Linked DNA regions of Triticum aestivum: region 2 is linked to region 1. Evidence: chromatin contacts called from public Hi-C data. All regions are on one chromosome and are shown on one strand. Each heading gives the region's core, a stretch centred on a gene start, on an enhancer-like site or on the middle of the called end of the contact. The rest is flanking DNA. Distances are from core to core; before and after follow the strand shown.

Region 1 (7,147 bases), core at 1,923-4,422:
AGAAAAACTAACATACCACCTGAGTCATTGCGAAGACCTCTTGGAATATGTTGAAATGGTTCGTCCCCTTCTGGTTGTTCAACTTGGCCTCGTTCTTGTGCTACAAATACAATTTTACCAAGAATTATTAAAAAACAATAACTAGTTGTGAATATATGATATTCAAGATAATATAGAAAAACCATAACATACTAAAGTCCATTGACAAGAAACTGTAGCAAAACATTCATGGATTCAGGTAGCAGCGGTAACTATAACATAACAGGATCACCAGTTGGACTAAACAAAATATAATAACTATAGGAAAAATACAGAGTCAGAGCATATGATACTACACGAGGCAACTGAGCTATTATATGGCAACTCAGCTATCACTATATGTGTGGCTAGTACACCACAAACTAACAGCCCAGCAATGCTAGCTAGAAGAAATGCAAGCAACAGTGCAAATCTTAAAAAAAGATCCACAAGATAAATAAGGCAATTACGTATCGCAAGAAGCAATTTTCTAGCATGAACTTGATTTTCTCTCACCAGCCGATTGGCGACCACTTGCTAAGACATGCATATGAAAAAAGAAAATGAAAAATGAATTTTGCAAGTAAATAGTTTATTGGATATCGTCTAAAAATACTTGTACATAATCTTACATTTTGCACCGGTATTTTTAATACACAGATTGATGTTTGCAATTCAGATTTGCATTTCATCATGCCCTAAAATTATACATGCAATTTAATTATATTCAGATTTGCAAAGAGGGAATTCCGAGAAGAGGGAGAGAGATTTAGAGATGAAACACATAGAAAAACAAAGGGAAGCTCAGCTTGAACAGTAAAAGTGTCCAATTTGTTCAGTAATCCTCAGGCAGACCTACAGGTATGTAGATGGCTTGCTTGTTGCTTCAGATTGATGGATGGGTCCTGCCACTACGACTAATGACTCCTCCGACTATACAAGATCAAAATAACGAAATCATCCTCGATCCCTAGGACTGACTGACTAACTGCCTATGACTATAGGCGTTATTGTAGGAGATCTTCTTCGTGCAATCTACATTACGCAGCATTTACTGATTTGATTTGGGATCGTTCCCCCATCCATCCATCCATATGGTTCACGGTGACCCCTCGTCTTTCCATCATACCGCGAACCAGGCCACTATGATCTAAACTCTAGACAAAGCAAAAGAGGGGAAACAAAAGCTACATCACAAACTGCAAACAAAATCCTTCTTCAGAATACAATGTGCCTACTAGCCACCATATAGCCATTTTGAGACAAGGATCTCGAGTCTGGAAGCCACTCAAATTCAGTTAATATAAAGAGTAATGTTTCACCATTCAAGCATTTTTTATTATTTGCCCATTCTACTAAGTATGTCCCACTTTGAAATTTCAAGTCTAGCTTTGTTTGACACAAAGAAAAATAATAATTAATTCATGTGACTGACAATTAGAAAATAGAAACCACACAGTATAAACAAATTTGCAAAAACCCCACCAAACCCAAAAAACCATACTTCAGAACCTAGGCGGCACCAAACCATTTTTCTCTTCCACCCAAGCCAATCCAAACCATTTTCCATTTGTGTGTTCAACCCATCTTCGACCCTAACATTTTTTTTCTTTTCCAGATAAAGCGTACCGCTCAATTGATTAAGACATTTAATTAAGATTGCACCCTAAGCATTATTTTAGAAATGATTAAACAGAAAAATAGTACCACTTATGGGAACTACACATTTTCCAGGGCATTTTACATAGTATATAACAACATTTAACCTTACGAATGGTTGAAAAGATATGACTGGTGCAAGTTTGGCTATGGAAGGACATCCTAAGAATCCTAACAATACAAGCAACATTAGAATCATCGCTATGTAGAAAAATAATGTTGTTCGATTTTTCCACAAGTTATTATTCACACATCCTCACAAAAAAATGTGAATCATATCGGACCACACAGAACATGGATTGGAAATTAACCCTAAGTTGTTCTGTGATTATGTATGACCGACCTGAAAACAATCTCTTAAAAACTAACCTAACCAAAATGCTAATCCATCCCTTAACAGATTTTGTTCCCCTAGATGGCTTGATCAGAACTAGAATAAGGTCAACGGACATTTGAGCAAAAAGAAACGCCAAAAAAGAACAAATCTGATTTGAACAAAAAATTGATAAACTCACAAAACAGGGCTGCATGAGTGATGGAGTAAGAACATACCGCCTTGGTCATCATGAAGACCATTTGCATCCACCTGTTGTATATATTCGTCTTGCGCATCTTGAATACCATCTGGTACTGCAAAAAAAGAAGTGCACATGAAAAATGTAGTGAGCATCATCTGATGGCAAAAAAAACATAGCATATTACTTCTGCTATTGGGAAGAACATCAAGAGTCTTCAAAAAATGCCAAGGTCTGTATTAAACACCACATCTAGCTAACCTAGTGTAGTAGAAAAAACAACATTAATGTACTTATACACACATATTACAGTAAATAGTGGTAGCTGCTCAACTACTAGGATGGGCATTTAAATGTCCAAAATGCCCAAAATTGAAACCCAAGAACGTGAACTTAATAAGAACGAATCTGACTAGAAAATTTGGAAAAACTTGTTTCAGATCAATAAAAAACCACCCAGATCTGAACGCACATGAACACAAAAACATACCTAAAAACTGATGACTAACCCTACAATCCCCACCGCGCACCCCTACCAAACACACAGATCACTACCCCCCTGCCCCCTACACATATACAACCATGCATGAACGCAACCACTATGGAATGAAGCAGCATCAAGAAAATTGGATGGACAGAAACCACGAACCATCTGGATCCATGGCGATCTCCGGCTAGGGTTCGATCCAAACCCTAGCGCTGGCCTCCGCCTAGGGTTCCAACCGGAAAAACAAGGGAGACCAAGAAGAAGCCGCCGCGGGGAATCGATCCAAACGAAGAAGAAGCCAACGCGCGGAATCAATGCAAACGAAGAAGCAGTCGGCGGCGGTGCGGGGAGAGATGCGAAGGCGACAGAAGGAAGGGGAAAAAGATGGGAAGGAGAGGAAGGATACAGGGTAGGACGAAGCAGTCGGGTAGCTCACGCGAGATAATGGGCCATGCCCAAATACGCGACACGAAGGAGAGGGGGGTATGCGCCCGATTGCAAAAACAACTAAATCGGGCGCTCAAGGCACCAAATAGGATTTGGTATAGGAACCCGCTCGCTAGCGAGCGCCTCCAGCGCCCTATAAGAGCTCCCCAAGTTACAGGCTTATCTGGTAACTCACGCCCATGCCCAAATCACTCACTAGCATAATGGGCTGGCCCATCTTACGCACTTAGCGAGAAACTCATCCCGATTTTGGGAAGCTTTGGTGTTTTTTCTTTTTATTTCTAGTTTTTCTAGACCGGGTCTTTTGTCTGTTTTTTATTCATTTTACTTTTTTTAATGGGCAAAAAAATTCTAAAATTCATTTTTTAGATTTTGTCATTATTTTCCAATTTCAGAACGTTTTTCAATTTTGTGAACTTTTCCCAAAATTTGGTAAACTTCTTACAAAATTTTGAACTTTTTCAAATCCACGTTTTTAAAAAAATAATTCAAACTTGTAACTTTTTTGAACTTTTTCCATTTTTTAATTGTACTCGGATTTAGTTAAGTCTGAGACATCAGTTCGAGTTTTGGATCCCACAGGCCACAAACGGCCTCGGACGATAATGAGCCCAAAAGCAAATTTAACCGATTCGATGAGACGAACAACTCTCATGTTGAACATTTTTTGATTGGAGGCCATCTTCGGGCTGAATGGCTCACGCAAAATAGGCAATTAGTGACGCTAGCCATCACACATCAGCTATATGGGTGTCTAATGGGACGGACCACTTTTTTGGCTTGTGGTAGGGCCGCACTCCGATGGCTCTAACTTTTGCATATGATCTTGGATTAAGACGATTTTTATATCAAAATCGCCCGTTTCGACGTGACGACGAAAATCTACTTTTTCATATGGGGCCGTCTTGGAGGCGTAATTGGACAAACAATACTCTGAATACAAAATTTTAGTACTTCAAGCACAGTTTTGGCCCTTTAGATGAGATTGGATGGTGATGACCCAGACATCAAAGTTGCTCCTTTTGACGATACAGAACTTTGCCATGTTGAGAACGTTTTCATTTGAGTCCATCTTAATTAATCATGTTTTCACCATGCCAAAATCTTGTGTCAACACATGCCCCCTTGTTTTCTGGCAGAGCTTGCGTACCAGAAAATACTTTGCCTAGGGTAATGTTTAAGCACAATTTTGACACTCCATCGGATGTGCATGCTAAGGACGATAATTGTTATCGGCCATATGCTCAGGCTTATTGCTGCTTGGGTAGATCCTCTTCAGATAATAGTCATATGATAACAACCATTATATGTCACAAAGGCCTCCACGGAAGTTTCTCATGTCAATCCGAACCTGGCCTTTGTCTAGGTGTTTCGTGGGGATATTCACCTCAAAGGAATACCATCAGTTGTTCGATGATCCAACTTATTGTTGATCAAAGTACACCATGAAGCCTCCACCGAACAACTTCTGCCTCCTGACTTGGATCCTATAGATAAGAGAAACTTTCTCTAGGCGGCCATCTAACTCACACTAGCTAGATATGTTAGTGACCAAGTTGACCATGGAGTCGGCAATAACTTGCCATGGGTCAACTTTAATAGTAAGTTGGCTATGAACTCGCCCTACACGAGTCGGTCACACAAAGCATCAGTTGTGATAACCAGATGTATGTTGTGTTAACCCGTTTGGCAAGTCAACTGTCCTGCCCAGATGTATAGATACTAAAGAAACTTAGAGCATAGATGGCATCTGGACACTTACCGAGGTAAACGTTTGAGTGCTTCGTCGATGAATATAAATATAACATTTGTTGGATGGCTGGTAATGAATCATCATGAACCTCAATGCACACAACCCCTGCAGCAACTAGAAGTCCTTTAGCCTGAATAGCAAAGTATACTCGGCTTAATCATTAGCGTACAAGATTTAGTAGGCATGAGGTCTTTGAATCCAGCTCGTGGAGAAATATGAGAACAATGACGACTCTAGGCGCTGCTGAAACTGAATTTTGAAAATAATCTCCATGACACTTGACTTTGGCATCCAGTGAGTATTGAGTACTGACTGATATATGTGATGGCATGCTCCCTTCTTTCTGTAGGGGAACGTAGCATGCAATTTCAAAAAAATTCCTATGATCACACAAGATCTATCTAGGAGATGCATAGCAACGAGAGGGGGAGAGTGTGTCAACGTACCCTTGTAGACCGAAAGCGGAAGCGTTAGTATAACGCGGTTGATGTAGTCGAACGTCTTCGCGATCCAACCGATCAAGTACATGACGTACGACACCTCCGAGTTCAGCACACGTTCAACTCGATGACGTCCCTCGAACTCTTGATCCAGCAAAGTGTCGAGGGAGAGTTTCGTCAGAACGACGGCGATGGTGATGTGATCCGCGCAGGGCTTCGCCTAAGCACTACGACAGTATGACCGGAGGAGTAAACGGTGGAGGGGGGCACCGCAAATGGCTAAGAAACAATTGACGTGCCTTCGGGTGCCCCTGCCCCCGTTTATAAATGAGGGAGAGGGAGGGGGCCGACCTAGGGGGCACGCCAAGTGGGGGGGGAATCCCACTTGGACTCCTAGTCCTATTCGGCCCCCTTCCTTCTTACGGAGGGGGAAAGGGGGAAGGAGAGGGAGAGGGAGAAGGAAAGGGGGCCACAGCCCCTCCCCTTGTCCAATTCGGACTCCCTAGGGGGGGGCACCACCTCCTTGTGGGCTGCCCTCTCTCTCCCCCTATGGCCCATGAGGCCCATTACTTTCCCCGGGGGTTTCGGTAACCCCTCGGTACTCCGATAAATACCCGAAACCATTCCGGTGTCTGAATATTATCGTCCAATATATCAATCTTTACCTCTCGACCATTTCGAGACTCCGCGTCATGTCCGTGATCTCATCCGGGACTCCGAACAATCTTCGGTCACCAAAATAATAACTCATAATACAAATCATCATTGAACGTTAAGCATGCGGACCCTACGGGTTCGAGAACTATGTTGACATGACCGAGACATATCTCTAATCAATAACCAACAACGGAACCTGGATGCTCATATTGGTTCATTCATATTCTATGAAGATCTTTATCGGTCAAACCGTAATGACAACATACATCATTCCCTTTGTCATCGGTATGTTACTTGCCCAAGATTCGATCGTCGGTATCCTCATACCTAGTTCAATCTCGTTACCGGCAAGTCTCTTTACTCGTTCCGTAATGCATCATCCTGCAACTAACTCATTAGTCACATTGCTTGCAAGGCTTATCATGATGTGCATTACCGAGAGGGCCCAGAGATACCTCTCTGATACTCGGAGTGACAAATCCTAATCTCGATCTATGCCAACCCAACAAACACCTTCGGAGATACCTGTAGAGCATCTTTATGATCACCCAGTTACGTTGTGACGTTTGATAGCACACAAGGTATTCCTCCGGTATTCGGGAGTTGCATAATCTCATAGTCAAAGAAATATGTATAAGTCATGAAGAAAGCAATAGCAATAAAACTTAACGATCATTATGCTAAGCTAACGAATGGGTCTGATGTCGCTTGAAGCTACGTCGGTATTTCCCCAAAGAGGAAGGGATGATGCAACACAACGGCGGTTGTCGGTGTCAAAACCAGCGGATCTCGGGTAGGGGGTCCTGAACTGTGCGTCTAAGGTCGATGGTAACAGGAGACAGGGGACACGATGTTTACCCAGGTTCGGGCCCTCTCTATGGAGGTAATACCGTACTTCTTGCTTGATTGATCTTGATGAATATGAGTATTACAAGAGTTGATCTACCACGAGATCGTAATGGCTAAACCCTAGAAGTCTAGCCTGTATGACTACGGTAATGAGTATCTCTGTTTCCGGACTAAGTCCTCCGGTTTATATAGACACCGGGAGGACCTAGGGTTACATCACGTCGGTTACAAAGAAAGGAATCTACATATCCAGTCGCCAAGCTTGCCTTCCACGCCAAGGACAGTCCCATCCGGACATGGGTGCAGTCTTCAGTCTTCGTAT
Region 2 (7,147 bases), core at 1,685-4,184, 920 kb after region 1:
TGTCTTCTTTTCTTTTGGTTCCGTAGTCGGACCTATGTGTGTGTCTTGAATGGTGTATGAATTTATTTATGTATTGTGTGAAGTGGCGATTGTAAGCCAACTCTTTATCCCATTCTTGTTCATTACATGGGATTGTGTGAAGATGACCCTTCCTGCGACAAAACCACAATGTGGTTATGCCTCTAAGTCGTGCCTCGACACGTGGGAGATATAGCCGCATCGTGGGTGTTACAAGTAATCATGTGAATTTCGTATTCGTTCGATATTTTGATGAGATGTATGTTGTCTTTCCTCTAGTGGTGTTATGTGAACGTCGACTACATGACACTTCACCATTATTTGGGCCTAGGGGAAGGCATTGGGAAGTAATAAGTAGATGATGGGTTGCTAGAGTGACAGAAGCTTAAACCCTAGTTTATGCGTTGCTTCGTAAGGGGCTGATTTGGATCCATATGTTTCATGCTATGGTTAGGTTTGCCTTAATTCTTCTTTCGTAGTTGCGAATGCTTGCGGGAGGGGTTAATCATAAGTGGGAGGCTTGTCCAAGGAAGGACAGCACCCAAGCACCGGTCCACCCACATATCAAATTATCAAAGTAACGAACGCGAATCATATGAGCACGATGAAAACTAGCTTGACAACAATTCTCATGTGTCCACGGGAGCGCTTTGCTTTATATAAGAGTTTGTCTAGGCTTGTCCTTTGCGACAAAAAAGATTGTGCCACCTTGTTGCACCTTGTTTATTTTTGTTACTTGTTACCTGTTACGAATTATCTCATCATACAACTATCTGTCACCGATAATTTCAGTGCTTGCAGAGAATACCTTGCTGAAAACCGCTTGTCATTTCCTTCTGCTCGTCGTTGGGTTCGACACTCTTGCTTATCGAAAGGACTACGATAGATCCCCTATACTTGTGGGTCATCAGTGACTCGTCAGTGGGTGGTTCTCATTGTATTTATTGATTGGGGAAAGTTCCAATTTTTTGTTATTAACAGGTTGGGTTTTTGACATGTGGGCCTTAACGGTCAACTAATAGTCAACACTTACGAGTGGACCCTCCTCGTCATAAACCTTGTTAACACCTAACCGTTCAGTCATTGGTGTTTTTTGAAATCAAAAACCAAATTTGTGGCAGGTTTTAGGGAATTTTGAAAAAGTGGTAGTTTTCCGGAACCCTAGCCCCAAATGTGATAGTTTTATGCTATTTACTTTGAGTGAGGTCATCCACCCATGCGGCGACGATGTACCCTTCTCAGATGCACAGTCACAAAGTGCAAGGTGGCTACTCATTCCATTGACGTTTTTTTGGTAGTTTAGAATGGTTGGATAAAATTTAGTTAGGTCATGTTTTCATATCGAGTTCTTATCCAAATGATATTGTAAGTATAAATAAAAATACATGATCCAATCATAGTACAAAAATTGTGATGGAAACCAAATCACAAAATGGTTCATGATTCATATTTCTTGTTGCGAGATAATGATGGGTTTACACATTGGTGTCGATTTCATACATTAGGACGTTATTGCTTCTACATAGGGGAGAGGGTGGTATCGTCGACAATGCATGTCATGTGAGTGCAAGCTCATTGTAAGAGCTTTCTAGATGTAGAGTGGCATGCACACATAGTTGAGTTGAATAGAAACAAATAGGTACACATGTGACTAATGTGTGGTGGGATGGGGTGGGGTAGGAGATGATCGAGAGGGACTGAAATAGTTGTGGTGAGATGTCATCATGTGAGGCGTGCGGGCAAGCTCATCCATCCATGTGAGGTGATTGTACTGGAGTGTTCCATGGTGTGCCGAGAGAAGCTGACAAGAGGTGGCGAACATACAAAATCATTCTAGCAGGCACGCGCGAAAAGGAAGCTCGGTGGAGAAATGAGCCGCGTGTTTCAAGTAACACCGTTTAGTCACGAGTTGTTAATGCAATAGTTCACTTAAAACTCCTTTTGTCGCCACATATGTTTGGCTCAATGTTGCGTAAGCTCACTGCTTTATAGGCTCCGCTAAAATCCAATTAAAAGCTTTTGTTCCCAAAGAAGCCATCTTACGTCTTTGAACTGCATTTATAGTATCTACTATGCCGAAGGCATGCATAATTACCATTTCGTTGTTGAACTAGGATCGGCAATCGAATGTAATGGTCCCAATCATTCGACTCGAGATGCAATTATGAGTATCAAACCGTCTTAGTAATTTTCATTGTTATCCATATGGTTGTCGCGTTGGACAAAACTTGGTCGGGTGCCAACTGTAGGATTTTTTTCTGTATTCTGATGGCCGTTTTAGGTTAGGTCGACACGACGGCACATGTATGTACATAAGTAAGTTTTATAGATATTGAAGTCATATTTTATTTTTCTTAGAACTCTATTTATATCCTACAGTGATCAAACTGAAAAATGAGATTCTATCCTTGTCCGCAAGCTTGTTTAAATTTTACACGACACATACATTCACGGTTCCTCTAAAAAACAACCATCCACCGCAACCTAGCCGTTTACGCATCCGCCCTTGACACGTTACTAAATACGGAGCACGCCAGGGACCTACCTGAAAACATCACCACGCATTCAAAAATGTAAAGTTTTTAAATAGGCCAGATCGGCCGGTTTGAACCGACCGGACCTCTCCGTGGGCCCAGGCGGCCTCGCCCCACACAAGAGGACAGCCTCTGCCCGTAGGCCCCACCACCGGCCCACCGCCTTGAAAGCGCCTGCCACGCACGCGGAAATGACGCATCCAGCCCTGGCCAGTTCAAATTCCGGTGCCACGTCCGCGGAAATGACGCATCCAGCCCTGGCCAGTTCAAATTCCGGTGCCACGTCCGCGAGGCTCATTTTCAGAAACCACTCCGAAGAATCCAGGATTTCCAGTGATATACTGTTTTCGTCCGCTAGTAGAAAGCGCACGAGAGGGAAGAAGCGCCAAGGCAAAGCAAAAATTTCGCCATGAGCCCACGAGTCCACCCTGCGGCGCTCTAGTCGGGGCTCCGATAAGGCACGCGCCGCTCCCGCCCGGCGCCCGAACCGCCCCCGCCCCCTCGCGCGCCTCGCGCTCGCCGCCGCCCGCGCCGCCGGCCTCGAGAGGGCCTGCCTAGGGCTGGGAGGGCCCCCGGGCGGCCCCCCTAGGGTTTCGGCGGGATGAGCTACCGGAAGGGGTCCAAGGTCTGGGTCGAGGAGAAGGGGGAGGGCTGGGTGGAGGCCGAGGTGGTCGAGGCCAAGGACCGCAGCGCCGTCGTCGTGCTCACCAGCCAGCGGAAGAAGGTGCCGCGAATCCCTCCTCCCCCTCCTCCCCTGCCTCTGCCTCTGTCGCTGTCGCCCCCCATTCCGTGCGGTTGAAGTTTGCGCTGCGCCGTTTGGATTTTTTCTCTCCCTCGTGGATGCGAGCGTGGCTACGGATGTGGACACTGGTTACGTGGAACCGGTTTGCGTGCTTTTGGATTCGAGTCTGCCGGAGAGTGGTTTTGAGTTCCGGCGTTAGTTTGGTTCAGAGGATTGTTAAAAAAATTAGCCTACTATTCCTGTTTTTGAAATGGTTTGGAGTTGTTTTTGTGCAAATTACGCTGGTGAGGAGAAGCCAATTCAAATTGGCGGAAGTAGGCCCACTATCGTGGGTATTTAATTTGAATCCGTAGCTTTGTCGGTACGACTTTGTACTGGGTCCTGAAAGTGCAGCGGATAATTCTAGTCGGAAATTTGGATTGTAGGTTGCAGCATTTACAGTTTATTGTATATTCGATCAGAATTTGAAATACTTTACTGTTTAGATTTGAATTTTGTTAGGAGTTGTTACTTGCCTGACTTATATTGTGGTAGAAGTGGCTCCAAGCTTCAGTAAGAGTACTTTTGGATAATTGTATGGTCATTTGAAGACACGGAGTTCTGCAAGTTACCCTGGATTGCTAGTGCTGATCAATTTTGAATTTCGATGGCAGGGGATTGCCATCAGTTGAATATTATCTGTATGAGCTGCATTTGAGTTATGCTGCTTGTTTGTTTTGATCTTATGCCTTTCTTTATTTTGATTAGATTCTCCGACCCGTTCACTTGTAGGTAACTTGGCCTTTTTAAATGTTTATCAAGAACATATAATGGGTACAAATTTGTGTAGCATTAGTTTCGAACCCCTCCTCTTAGTGAGCTGTTTGGGGCTTGCACTTGGTTAGAATTTGAGTCCCGTCCACAGATAGATTATGTTGACGCGATCTGCTAGGTGGTGGATTTTAGTTTATACTATGATTTTTTGCTCAACACTTTTAACAGAATTTGAGAAGTATCTTTGAGATTTGTCTTCCTGTCTAACAAGTTTACAAAGACCTGGTTTTGGTTATTCTGATGGAAATTTATCTGTTCAGTTTATTTATCTTTCTTTTTTTTGTTCTCAGATTTCAGTTTTACCGGAGAAATTGCTGCCTAGGGACACAGATGAAAATCTCGGTGGGGGCCATGTCGATGACATGACCAAACTGACCTATCTTAATGAACCGGGTGTTCTATACAATCTGAAGCGAAGATATGCATTGAATGAGATATACGTAAGTAGTTTTACTAGCACTTCTTTTATTTGATGGAAAAGACTTTTATCACGTGAATCTGGCACCTGCTAAATCCATTGAAACTAAAACTGAAATATATGCAGTATTAAAAATATAACACATAGGAAAAACGTCTCATCAAATTGGATACTTTGGAAGGTCATCTCTCATCTCGATGGTGTGTTTAAAAAAGGGCAGCCTGGTGCACGTAGCTCCCGTTTGTGCAGGGTCCGACCACTTCAGGTCTTTTGTATGCAGCCTTTCCTTGCATTTGTGCAAGAGGCTGTTTCCAGGACTCGAAACCGTGACCTCATGGTCACAAGCTTTACCGCTGCGCCAAGGCTTTGCGGCAATTATATTTATCCAGTCATGGTAATGTTGAAACATGTTTCATGCATATACTACTATATAATTCTATATGGAAAGATGCAAAGGATGAAAGGCATTAACGTGTGTAAAATTGTGATGAATTACTTGGGACGAATTCCTGTTCCTCCGATTTGTCAAGTTTAATCATTAACTATAATCTCTTCTGAGTCTTCTCTTCTTCATTTGTTGACATGACTTGGTAAATAGGTGCACTTCTGTTTTTATGCTTCAGTTACGGGAGCCTTTGTATGACAACTTTTCCACTTGTCTTTATCGAGATAGACATACACTGGAAGCATCTTGATTGCTGTTAATCCTTTCACGAGGCTGCCTCACCTGTACAACGAGTACATGATGGAGCAATATAAGGGTGTCCAGTTAGGGGAATTGAGTCCGCATGTTTTTGCGGTTGCTGACGCATCATACAGGTGGGTGCTACATTCTGATTCAGTCATGACGCCCTGTTAATATAATATACTGTTGACATTTATTAATGAAATGTAGGGCTATGCTGAACGATTCTATGAGCCAGTCAATCTTAGTTAGTGGTGAAAGCGGTGCTGGAAAGACTGAAACAACTAAGCTCATCATGCGGTATCTCACATATGTTGGTGGCAGAGCTGTTCTTGATGATCGATCAGTTGAGCAACAAGTTCTTGAAGTAAGTTTTACCCCAAGTTATTTCCAGTGATTGCTGGAAACCATATTCTTTCCATTGACCCATTCCATTTTTTGTTTTTGTGAAGTATTTGATTTGACAGTGGGAATGTTGAAGGCGTTATCTTATAATGTTTTTATTTGTTTCTCTCCAGTCTAACCCACTTTTGGAGGCATTTGGGAATGCAAAAACAGTTAGAAATGACAACTCGAGGTGAGGCTTTTCTCCCAGTGTTTAATACTGGGTCAGTTGTGTGCAATATTTCAGATGTGTTCTTCACTTAGAAAATAACTGATAACTGCCAAGTGGCAATAAGTTCGAGAACATTTCATGTCTTTACTATTTCGTAAAACTCAACCATTTAGAAGTTTCTTTATATAATATCAACTTATAATTCCGTCTTGGTTGCAGCCGGTTTGGAAAATTTGTTGAGATTCAGTTTGATAAAAGTGGTAGAATATCCGGAGCTGCAATTAGGACTTATCTTCTGGAAAGATCTCGTGTTGTGCAAATTACTGATCCTGAAAGGAACTTTCATTGTTTTTATCAATTATGTGCATCGGGGAAGGTATGTGCACAAGTACCAACTATTGCAATTTGTTTACTTGTTACCTTCGTGTATGTTATATGAGTTCCACTGCTATGTAGCGTGGGTCTGAATTTTTTACGAAGTTGTTAAAGCCCACATATTTTTTACTGAAAAGTCAAGCCCACAATAATAACTAGTAATTGTGCACGTGCAATGCATGTTAATATTAGGCAGTATATTAATTGCATTACAAACTAATATTTGACAAGATCTTAATTGCATGTTGATATTAGGTAGGATGTAATCAATTGGTTAGCGCTAGCATGGATATTGGGTATGCTATTAATGAGGGGATGATTGTGCGAGGGAGGTTGTGGCTACGTGATTGGGGCAGGACGTGCATGGGGCTGTGGCAGAACCTTGAATATTAGCCCTTGGATTGGATGGCAGACCATGGAAGCAATACCAGCTCTTAGATTTAGTTAGATGGATTAGATCGTGGGGTGTGAGTTGTTCTGGGTACACTAACTTTGGTGACTTTAGAAGAAATGGAACTCGCCCTTTTATAAGTAGTAGAGATTGAAGGGCGTGAACTTCTATAGTCGTACTCGATTGCAAATTCATCCCTGGTTTCCTTGTTTCACGATTTATTGATTTAATGGTATATACTCACAAGACTGTTGGACTTGCAATCATTTGGTATTTCATTTGAGTATAGTGTTGCCGAGATATGCGTTTTTTAAACTAGCCAAATTCACAGTAATCAGAGGTTTAGATGTTTGGAGGGTTGAGAAGTATGGAAGTTGTATCTGCTCTGTATTATGATTTTTATCTACACAAATTGAAAACCTGTTACTTCCACGGTATGCATCAGATGTGTAATAGTGTCTATTGATATGGATTATGTTAGGCTATCAGTAATTTGATATCCTGACTTTTGGGCTATTTCTCTGACCTAACTTATGCAATTTATCTGGTGAAGAGAAGGATCGTGCTCGAGATATGTAAAAATTGCTATTCTCATGGCCGTCTTTCCAAAATAAG

What was found. A called contact is a pair of places that touch in the nucleus more often than the background predicts.
Region 2: a Hi-C map of leaf shows a contact between it and region 1, with 5 times the contacts expected there. The contact joins the promoter of LOC123145738 here to the promoter of LOC123145731 in region 1. A contact is called at or near these places in 2 of 5 Hi-C or Micro-C datasets (both in leaf).

The regions. Positions count from the first base shown.
Region 1 is chr6D:446,399,803-446,406,949 of IWGSC CS RefSeq v2.1, forward strand. It overlaps LOC123145731, which reads right to left and starts at 3,173. Exons shown (of 16, transcript XM_044565211.1): 1 at 2,842-3,173; 2 at 2,230-2,307; 3 at 17-100. The coding sequence starts at 2,854.
Region 2 is chr6D:447,321,600-447,328,746 of IWGSC CS RefSeq v2.1, forward strand. LOC123145738 (protein OPAQUE1) reads left to right here and starts at 2,935. Exons shown (of 38, transcript XM_044565221.1): 1 at 2,935-3,276; 2 at 4,398-4,547; 3 at 5,199-5,344; 4 at 5,421-5,577; 5 at 5,729-5,787; 6 at 5,986-6,142. The coding sequence starts at 3,154.